Linked DNA regions of Callithrix jacchus: region 1 is linked to region 2. A link is a contact called in public Hi-C data. All regions are on one chromosome and are shown on one strand. The core of a region is the stretch at or near the end of the contact, and the rest is flanking DNA. Distances in the headings are between cores, read along the strand shown.

Evidence for each region. Hi-C and Micro-C count contacts between places; a contact is called where the count stands out from the background.
Region 1: a contact with region 2 is called in a Hi-C map of skeletal muscle, with 3 times the contacts expected there. The contact joins two enhancer-like sites. A contact is called at or near these places in 2 of 3 Hi-C or Micro-C datasets (both in skeletal muscle).

The regions. Positions count from the first base shown.
Region 1 is chr15:43,880,967-43,886,514 of calJac240_pri, reverse strand. All of the region lies in intron 5 of PTPRG (protein tyrosine phosphatase receptor type G), which reads right to left. Among named protein-coding and RNA genes, the nearest start is that of CEP15, 230 kb to the left of the region's middle. Within about 2 kb of position 2,059, at least 2 of the 16 cell types and tissues checked have an H3K27ac peak or open chromatin away from gene starts, as enhancers often do. A contact at or near this core is called in skeletal muscle, where this site is marked.
Region 2 is chr15:43,712,217-43,717,420 of calJac240_pri, reverse strand. All of the region lies in intron 2 of PTPRG (protein tyrosine phosphatase receptor type G), which reads right to left. Among named protein-coding and RNA genes, the nearest start is that of PTPRG, 390 kb to the right of the region's middle. Within about 2 kb of position 2,145, at least 1 of the 16 cell types and tissues checked has an H3K27ac peak or open chromatin away from gene starts, as enhancers often do. A contact at or near this core is called in skeletal muscle, where this site is marked.

The DNA of each region.
Region 1 (5,548 bases), core at 810-3,309, 170 kb before region 2:
CCAGTTTTAGCATCAATGGTGAAAATTCCTATACATGGGAATTTCAAGAGCAAATAAGAAATGCAGCTATATGTGTAGGCAGGTGGGCATCAGGGAAACGTCCTGTTTCAAACAGCTCTACATTCTAAATCATAACAAAAATGCATCATCTCACAATGTGTCTGTCTAGTGACAGTAAGGTATACCTTTTGTTTCTAAGACATCGTGCACTTTACACTCCTGTCTCTGGAGTCAGAACATATTCTGTGGCCACAACCATTCAAGTTTATGGATTCCATTCAGTTCTACCATCTGCTCATAAGGAACTAAGAGCATGAAGGGTTGGAAGATAGTAGACTCTGCTATCTTCCTGACAGAAAATATAAACATACTTAGCATGTCTTCTAGAATATTCACAGAACCTGTCCACTAATAAAACCTAAAAAAAGGCCAACTACTATAGAAAAAACAGGTTTCCTGGAAGGCAGTAAATAATACAGGAATAAAAGCTACAGGGTCTGGGTGTTAGTTCCAGCTATGTGACCCTGGGCAAGTTACTTAAGCTCTGATCTTTTCTCTCAAGTTTATTAATTTTTTTAAATGGCCAAAAAAAAAAAAAAATCTGAGGCCAAGGTGGAGAGTGGGATACAATTCACGATGCCTTACTTGCCTACAATTATACCCCAGTATCCACAGGAGATTGGTTCCAGGAACCCCACAGATACCTAAATCTATAGGTGTTCAAGTCCCTTATATAAAATGGTGTAGAATTTCCATTTAGCCTATACTCATCTTCTTGCTTACATTAACTCATCTCTAGATAACGTGTAATACCTAATGTAAATGATATGCTAACAGTTGTATTATTTTTTCATTTGTATGATTTCTTATTGCTGTATTTTTGAAAATTTCTTCAAATATTTTCATTTCCTGGGCTGAATTTATAAATCTAGAACCCACGGATATGGAGGGTTTGTACTTGTCTTAAGGATCAAATAATATAGTACAGGTAAAGGCGCTTGATAAATTGTCAAACCCTATAGAAGAATAAATTAATATTAAACCATTTTTTCTAATTCTTTTATCAGTCATGCAATCATTCAAAAGCTTAGTTTAGTATCCATAATGAAGATAACCTCAAATTAGAATCATTAAATCTCGGTGATAGCAGCTATTCAAACCCGGGAAAGAATGACGGCAACAGTTATTAGTCTAAGATACTTTTTGCCTTAATAACTGAAGTTCATTTCTTAGCATTATATAGTGCATTTAAAAACATTTCACTGAAAGTGCTTTTGAGAATCTCAGATACCTCCTCTTCTAAAACGTGCTTGACAAGATAATACGTGGTCATGCTTGTGCTCCCACTAAAATGTTCCTAGAAACAAATAAAATATTTTGTGTACCTTATAAAATAATAGAAAGGAAAAAGGAGACTGAAGAAGGAAATCAACCCCATGTCTCTTTATTAAAAATGCACACTGCTCCATTTTATAAGTATGCTAGATACAGATAGTACAACAGACTTGAGTGAAGTTTATTTCATATATAGGATATCATCTAAAAATTTGTTTTTTGAACAAATTCCTATTATGCTATGGCATTTTCTAACTTGGGGAAGGGTGAATGAGGAGTCCTCTCCTGCCCCCCAAAATATGCCCCCCACCACCAATCATATTCATATACCTGTCACATGAGCATGTTGAAAACGCTCCATTACTTATGAGTGTTAGTTTATTTTATGTGAAAATGTCAGACCACAGTCCTTTCGAGAACACTCAGTGCTGTCGTGGGGGTTATTTAGGTCTTCATTCGCTGGAACGGACACAGGTCTGGAGCAATATCGCCTTTGGCAGAACATCCTGAACTGAATTTAATAGGAGTTATATTCTCACTTCTCAGCTGGAAGATTACACGAGCAAGATCTGAAGGAACTGAAAAGGCTGTCCTTTACCAAGCCTATCTTATACCGTTAGGTTTTACAGCCAATATCTTCTTTATGATACTAAGTGGAACAAGGCAATCGGTTCCAAAGAGCCTGAGTTTGCCCTTTGCTTAAGCACGTGAGAACAGTAATGGCTGGCTGGGGACGTCTTTGTGTTTCTGACAGCGGGTTACTAATGTTGTCAACTTAAGCCTGCTCAGCCCATAATTTCACTTTTAAGGTGGGCAGCGTTTTGCTTCCTGTTTCTAAGATGGGCTGGTAAACTGTGTACGTTTAAAAATCCTTCTGTACTACAAATAAAACCTAAATGGAAGGTCTTTGGAACTGGAAATTGTAATCCAGTATAAAATGTGATTGGCATTAAAGCCCAGTGCAGCTAGGGATCATCCACCTAATTTGTTCTTTTATTTGGATAATTATAATCAGGATTCAGCCTAGTCATCAATCTGTCCTGAAACTCTGAGGGTGGAGAGATGATATGATGCTATATGAATGCCGACTGTCATTTTTATATATTAGACATCTATGGACTATTTGTGGAAATACACTAATGAAATCCCCCAAGAAGTTCAATCTATGGGTTTATAGGTTTTACAATATGGCTTCAAAATGAACAATTACAATGAAAAGCAGTCAGTTGTATTTGCAGAGATGACACATGGCAAAATATACACGCGAGCTGATCATCATAATCATGCCCTTGTCCAGCTCTCCAGACAGAACCAGAAGAAAGCAGAAAGCCTATTCATTACACTCACATAACACACATAAAACAAGAAATAAAGACAACAGGAGAAAATACCAAATGAGAAAAGCAGCAAAAAGTGAGCTCAGAAAAATTGCCAATATTCAAACAACAATAAGAATGTTTCTATAAACCTGATTGTGAGCAGCATTTCTAAAGCCCCTTCTGACCTGCTTTCATCCTCCAGAGTGCTATTTTCATTAGTCACCAAGTTGCTTCAAATGCATGCTCCCAGAGCCTGAAACTAATTTCCTTCCTCCTACATACGAACATAAAATCCTTACAATCTTGGTAATAGAAAGATATCATTTTTCCCAAGGTCCCAGCTACCACCACCTCTCCTCTTTTGGACAAAGGAGTGCCCATGTGTCCTCCCCTGCTTCTCTCCAGCTCAGCTCTCTCAGTTGTGCTCCTCATCTGCTCAAAATGCCAACCAAGTTAGTCCCCTTGCTCTGCTGGTTTTTCATTGGCTTCCCAAGAAACGTCCAGAGCTGACGGCCTTCAGGGCTCTTTGTGGTCTAGTGAAGCCTATGCTCTAGCTTGAGCCCTGAGGAGGCTTTCTCTCTGGTCCTTGAGCATTACTCATGCTTTTCCTGAGAAAAAAGCATTACTCACGCTTTTCCATTCTCATGCTGAGAATCTCCTCTGCTCAGCCTATAATTCCCACCCAAGTTAACATCAGCTGAATCCGGTCTTCTCCAGAGAGCCTTTCTTGACCCGCAAACCTGGGTCTGATCCTCATCACATGCTCTCAAAGAAATCAATGTCCCTTCCTTTCACTAGACTTCACACACGTTGAATCATATATCCACTGGCACATTTACAGGATATCATCTATTCCCACAACAGACTGTGATGTCCACAAAGACCACCACTACACAGGTATGTTCTAATCAGGGCAGGCTCGGTGCCTAGCAGAGTGCCTGGCATACAGTTGGCTATAAGAAATACCTGATAAATCAATACTGAAGGAGGCCAGATTATACTACATATGTGTAAGCTAGATGGGCCGAGACAGTAATACTCTACTTTTACTGAGAATGCAGGATGGTACATGATCAACTATACTGGCGTAACGTCTAACTGCTGTCATTTGTATCCCAGGGAACCTTGTAAGTCCCCAGCAAGCCTGCATCCATACCAAGTCACAAAACTCTTGTAGACATCCTTCCTTTGCCTTACTGAAAGCCACGCAGGGGATATAGCTTTGACATTCTCTGTAAGTGATAGCATCACTGCCTAAAAGGGTTCCCTCTGACACCAAGAATGTCTGCTTAACAACTGGTGACGGTACACCATGCTCTCGCTTCGCCTTATGATCCAAGAATTTTTAAATGAAGCTTTTATAACAAGGATGTAATGGAAGGCAAGGTACTTTGCTGGGTATATCTGGGCTGATTTTACATGTTTGCCCGACAGAAAACCCCATGTGACATTTCATCATTTATAAAGCCAGAGAGGAGATTATGATGTTGGTGCTCTGGAAGATAAAGGCACAGAAGGTAGATTACCATTCTGCACGGCACAGTCGGGCTGTGGATACAACTGCTCCTTTGCGGCAGGTCGTCGCCTTCCTGACGTGGGAATGTCTGCAAGTGCCTCTTGGCGGAACACAGCCAGGCATGAGCAAAACTGCTTCTGGGCTTCCAAAAAGTTCCAGCACCAGCGGAGGGGTCCATCAGCCTCCCGAGCCTTCTGAGTCTCATAAGACGAGCATCTTTCCTGGCCTGGTGCAGAAATAAATTCTCGGCACGGGCCCTGGATAGCCTCAGCGGGGATGCTGGACTGGAAAAGACCTGGCTCTGATACTGAGCAATTCAGCAGGTGCTGCCAGTGCCTGGAACATCCTAGCACAGAATATCCAACATCTTTTACTGAAGCAATGGGACCAGGGGAGCTGCATGGCAATAACTGTCAAAACCCAATTTGTATGAGCTCAAAGTGAGATTCCATAGGTAGTCAACTAAATGTTTGGAGGCAGCTAGTGGGAAACACAAAGCTCTCACAACCACAGCACCAACCAAATATCAGGAGAGAGCAACCTGCAGGAGACATGGTTCCAAAGTATAAGATCCCCCCGAACAAAGACTTTTCCTCAAAGTCCTAATTGCCTTAGGTCCTAAATACTGTCACCAGGGCACCTGCACCAAAGGATGATCAGAAACAAACCCGTGTGGCTGACCCTACACTATACCCACGCTCCTTGGAAGAAAAAGGGGGATAGGGAGTTTAGAGGAGGGTAGGAGGCAGCCTAATGTTGAGGTTGAGAAGAGGCAAAGCGCCTCCAGAGTAAGAAAGACAGGCTTTCAAATCCTACCATTTTCTAGTTGAGTGGCTTTGGGCAAATCATTGAATATCTCTGTTCCTTGGTTTCATTTGTCAATTGGGAATAGAAGTTCCTGCTTTACAGGTCTGAGGTATCAAGGCAGATAATGGATGTGAGAACTGGCACACAAAAACAAAGTTTTCTTCCTGAGAATTAGCGGTAATAGGAGAAGCAGGAGGAAAAGGAAGAGAGAAGGTAAGGACTTGCCCTTCCTTTCTCACCAGAAGTGGGAATTTGCAGTGGGAATAAATAAAACTAATTCATTCCAAAGTGCTTGGGAAAAAGCTGTCTCTCTTCCCTCCAACTCTCTACCCCCAGGTACCTCTCTCCAACGTAAGGATAGGTCCCTCTCAGGAAAAGCAAGGCAGGGCCACTCACAGGCAAAGCAAGCTCAGCCCTTTCCACTGGAGCTATCTCCCCAGGCACCAGCCAGAGGGGATGATCTTACTTCCAGCCTCCAGTATATGCAGGTCCAGGGGCCAATCTTGCTGCTAATCCCTTATTCCTAAATCGATGGGTCAGGCAGGCCTTGTTCCATGTGCTCATCTCCAAG
Region 2 (5,204 bases), core at 896-3,395:
TAATAGATAATTTTAAGACTTTACTCAAAAGATGTTAATAAATATACTGGAGCTGGGAGGTGGAAGTGGCGCAGTAGTTCAATGAGCACAGTGTTCTCCTTTTGCCATCACCTGTTATAAATCTGAAACTGTGATCACTCTGACTGCATGTTTCTTGGCTCTAAAATAAGCAAGAAACTGTGAGAATGTTTCCAAGTTTCCAGGCCTCAAAGAAAAGGAGAGAGAACTTACAAAGTATGATGGCTTCAGCTGCCTTCCTCAGAGGCAAGTTGGTTTTACGTTGTTTTTAAGCATTTGTTCTGAATAATGAAAATATGATCAGTCTTAAATTGTCAATGAGGGGTATTTCAAATGGCTTCTAAGACTTGGGATCTGATAATATCTAGAGACAGCCTCAAACTGGGTTTAGTTTACGAGAGAACAGCAACTCCATGTCTGGGCTGTGAAATAGCAGGACGAACCTTACACAAGCTACCACAGGATTCAAAAGGACACTTTTGAATATACTGTGACAGCAGTGAATCCAGGGTCAAAATGAAACGGCCAGCAGGTCTCACATTTAAAGGCAGGCCAGGGATGCCAAATCTGGTGGGCATATTCAAGCACTTTACTTGACTAGGTTGAGCTCCAGAAAGCAATCTCTCATACAGGTGAGGTCTCCTTCAAGGCTTGTATCTTTCAAGGAAAGACTAGCAACTGAATATCCCCAGCAATTTCCTTTGATGCTATACCTCATCTAATGACACGGTGACAGTGCACTATATTTAGAGATGATTCCTATTTTAGTTCACAGCATTCCCAAGAGATGTCTCAAAAGAAAACCTCCTCTGCCTGGTCATTTGATTTGCCAGATACCTGTGAGGATTAAAAGCATTTCTTTTGGCCGGGTGTGGTGGCTCACGTCTGTGATCCCAGCATTTTCGGAGGCCGAGGTGGGCGGATCATGAGGTCAAGAGATCAAGACCATCCTGGCCAACATGGTGAAACCTCGTCTCTACAAAAAAATACAAAAATTAGCTGGGTGTGGTGGCGTGTGCCTGTAGTCCCAGCTACTCCAGAGGCTGAAGGAGGAGAACTGCTTGAACCTGGGAGGCGGAGATTGCAGTTAGCCGAGGTTGCACCACTGTACTCCAGCCTGGGGCCTGGCGACAGAGCACCACTCTGTCTCAAAAAAAAAATGCATTTCTTTTGTGTACATCACTTGTCTGAACTTCTTCAAGGATCAACTTTTGCTTCTAAGCCAAATATCCTCTCCCCTCATATGGCTTTTATAAGATGATTTCGCAGTGGTTGTTTTTGATAAAGTAAAATCACAGAAGGTATTCCTCCTCCATTATCACTTCTGGAAATTCTCTTCAGGTGTCAGCTATAAATAACACACCATTTCCACATCCAGAACTTAAGGATCTGAGACGCCATAATCTAAAGCCCTCACAATGTTAGGAAGAACTCAAACGCCATGATCCCCTTTCATAGCAGACATGTTAAGGAAAAGTAAAAAGGCATAAGTGGAACCACAGAGCTAGAGTGAAAATTAGCCCATCTCAACACACAGCTCTTGTTCCGCCAGCAGACTGAGCACAGCTCTGTTTTGACTGGTAGGGGTGAGTGGGAGGTAGAACGTGACTACTTTCTGGCTTTCATTTATTTGATGCACAGTAAACTATGATAATGCTCATGGTCCCACCTGGTCAAAGCCAAGCTTCAAAGTCACAAATAAACATAGTAGAGCTTAATGATTGCTCAAGATTATGAGTTCTGGATTCAAGTCACCTGTTACTGAATCTCACCTCTGAAAAGAATTCATGGGCAAGTTACTCACCTCACTTGAAGAGGAGAAAACTAGTACCTACCCCACAGGGTTACTGTCTTAGTCCATCTGTGCTGCTGTAACAAAATTTTGAAACTGAGTAACTGATAAAGAACAAAAATCTATTTCTCATGGTTCGGGAAGATAGAAAAAGTCCAAAGTCAAGGTATCAGCAGGACTGGTGTCTGGTGAGAGCTGTTCTCTGCCAGTACTGCATTCTCCAGAGAAGAGGAACACTGTTTCCTCAGGTGACAGAGGAAATAGAAGGCCACGACAGCACTTCATTCAACTTTAATCCCTTTTATAAGGGTGGTAATACCATTCATGAGGGCAAAGGCCTGATGGCCTAATCACCACCCAAGGCCACACCTCTTAATACTTTTGCATTGGCGATGAAGTTTCAACACACATTTTGAAGGGAACACCATCATTTAAACCACAGCAGTTATTAAAATAAATTTGCTATATGAAGTGTTCAGAACATTGCCCTGGACAGACAGGATTAGGTGAGGTTGGCAAATATTAATATAATTCTAAGATATACATACTTTATATGTATGGTGACTTCTTGGATTTGGGACATCTTGCAAATATATAGAAATTACAACATTAAAAAAAGGTTTCTGAGAATGAGAATAAGATTAAAAAAAGAGATCAGCAGCAAAGTCAGTGGTCAAAATAAAACCCTACATGGGCACTAGTAAACTAAGAGTGGCACAAAATATACCAATGACCAGCTGCCCTTCTGCCTACACTACTTCGGGTGGCATTTCTTCTAGCATCTGGAGAAGGATCAGGAAAGTTCATTTCTCTTCCCTGTCATGAAGTTTATTTAATGTGTATTTTTGGTGGGGTAGGGTGTGTGAGTGGGTATGTGTGCACGTGCATATTTTTGCCACTTTCTGTGCCACACAGCAAGGAGCTGTAGCCAAGAGTGTGGAGAAGACAGGGTGTCCATCAAAAGCACACGGAGCAGGACGCATTCTGTCCATCTGTTACTTGCAAAACTGAGAAGCTGTACTCCATTATGTAGATCACACTTTTAAAGAAGAAATGAGCAAACTGGAATGTGTTTGGAGGTGAGAGACAAGGATGGGGGAAGGACCTCAGCTTATGAAAATGCACAACAGTTAAAGGGAATGTGGGTGCAGGGCCTCATGTAGGGAGAGGTGGAGAGGGGGCTGCACGTGGCAGTTCTCTTCAGAGCCAGGAAAGGCACATGAGTGGGAAGGAGACAAGAGGAGGACGTCTGTAAACCCCTGGAATGGAAAGAAGAGCTGTGAAAGGAGGTGGAAGGGATTTGTTGGGAACTCCACACTCAGGAAGTTCCAAAGATGAGATAAACTCCATTTCATTCATTCATTTAAGCAATACATTCCATGTATCGTGATGTGCCAGCCACTGATTTGAGCAGCAGGGGCATGATACACAATAGGACAAACAGGCTCCCAATGGTCAGAAAATTATGTCAACTTACTTCAGCAAAATAAGCAATAGAACCCCCAAGTTTTACCTGGGCTAATGGCCATGCAAGTTTAAGACTACATGTCCCAGCTTCCCTTGCAGCTAGGTATGTGCATGTGAATAAATTCTGACCAATAGGAGTCTCGCTCTGTCACCCAGACGCGAGTGCAGTGGCATGCTCTCAGCTCACTCCAACCTCTGCTTCCCACGTTCTCACTGCAACTGACCAATAGGACAAGAGTGGGAACAGCATACACTCTTAAAAGGGAATGACACATACTCTATACTTTGTGCCTTCCAGCTGGCTAGAGTGCAGATACAATGACAGAAACTGGGGTCCCCAACTGTGATCATGAGACAGGTGGTGGACAGCAGAATATCAAGATAGGAATACTCAGGATCGGCTCAACATAGTCACCAGATCAGCCCGAAATTGCTGGAGGGCAACCTATTAGATGAGAACAAAATTCAGCATATTGTTTAAGTCACCGTTGGACTTGGACTATTATTACAGCAGAAAAACAGGATCCCAAATGCACATGCCTAGAAAAGCCATTTGGATTTTGTGAACAGCAGAGTCAATATTAGAAAATCCAAGTTTTAGAGCAAATGCAAGGAAATAATCCACTCTGCAGATTACTTAAGCATCCACCTCCTGGGGCATTCTGACATACATCAGAATATGCAGTGTCAGTGATTCCAAATCATACATTTTAAAATATATACACATATCTCTATATATGCATATATAAAACTTGATGTGATGAGAGCTACACTTAAGACTGGCACCTTTCCTTTGTTCTTGTGAGAATCCACATCCCCATGCCACTGAAAGTCTACACACCCTGTAGAACAAGCTAAATGTCCCCACAGAGCGAGGAAATTCTAACTGCATCTTTAAGCCCTTTAAATATTCAGGCACGAAAACACAGGTGCAGGAGTGAAAGCCTGAGCCTGTGTGACCCACATGTGGCTCACTTGCAGAGAGGAAATTTGCTTTCCCTTGGTTTGATGGCACAGATATCTAATGGGGTGAATTTCTGCAGTGGAGACTATTTTCAAACTAGTTGATCTACTGATTATATGTTTGATATAAATGCCAAAAAAAGAAAAAAATGGTATCACTGAGGAGACAAGGCAGAAATCTGATGATTATCTCATCTTTTCCTACGGCTACTGGTGAGATACGGTATCTACAAAACACTCTAGAAAGTGGAGAGAAACCATGGGGCTGAAGAGCAGTGGAAGAGGCACATCAGCAGCCACGGCCAGTGTGGGTTACGCTCTAATGGTCTTAGGTGTATCCTCTACGAAAGGTCATTGCTACCAAGGAAAGCATGGAGGAGTGACATGGTAATAATCAATTAATCAGTTAGTGGAAATTGTTATTAACAGTCAACATTTCCATTATCACTTACACTTACCAGACACTAAAAGCAAGGTGTGCTTGGTAGGGAATCTTATTTTATCCCCTGAGCTGTGAACTCTCATCATGGCTATTTTACAGATGAGGAAACTGAGGCTTACAGTGATTTGTTCATTCGTTCACAACATATTGAATGACTGCCCATCAGGTACCCAGCAGAATTAATAGTTGAGAGCAAAAAAGAACAAAAAAGATCTCTGTGGTCACAGATTAGCACTCTCACTGCTGAGGGCACAAAATCGTATCTCAGCATCGTTTTGATTCACCACCAGGTATTCAGGATTTGTTGTTACTACTTTTTAACCTGAAGTCAAAGAGAGAATGTACCTTTCCACGCAGACCCAGGCTCCGCCATTTCCTACTGTCTTTTACCTCTTTGTTTTGCATATTTAAAATTTCTGACCAACTCCAGCAGACATTTGCTTTGGGGACCCTAATCATAGGATCGCAGCAGAGGCTGTGCTCAGATTTGCTTCTCTGACCACAAATTCTCAGCCATATGGG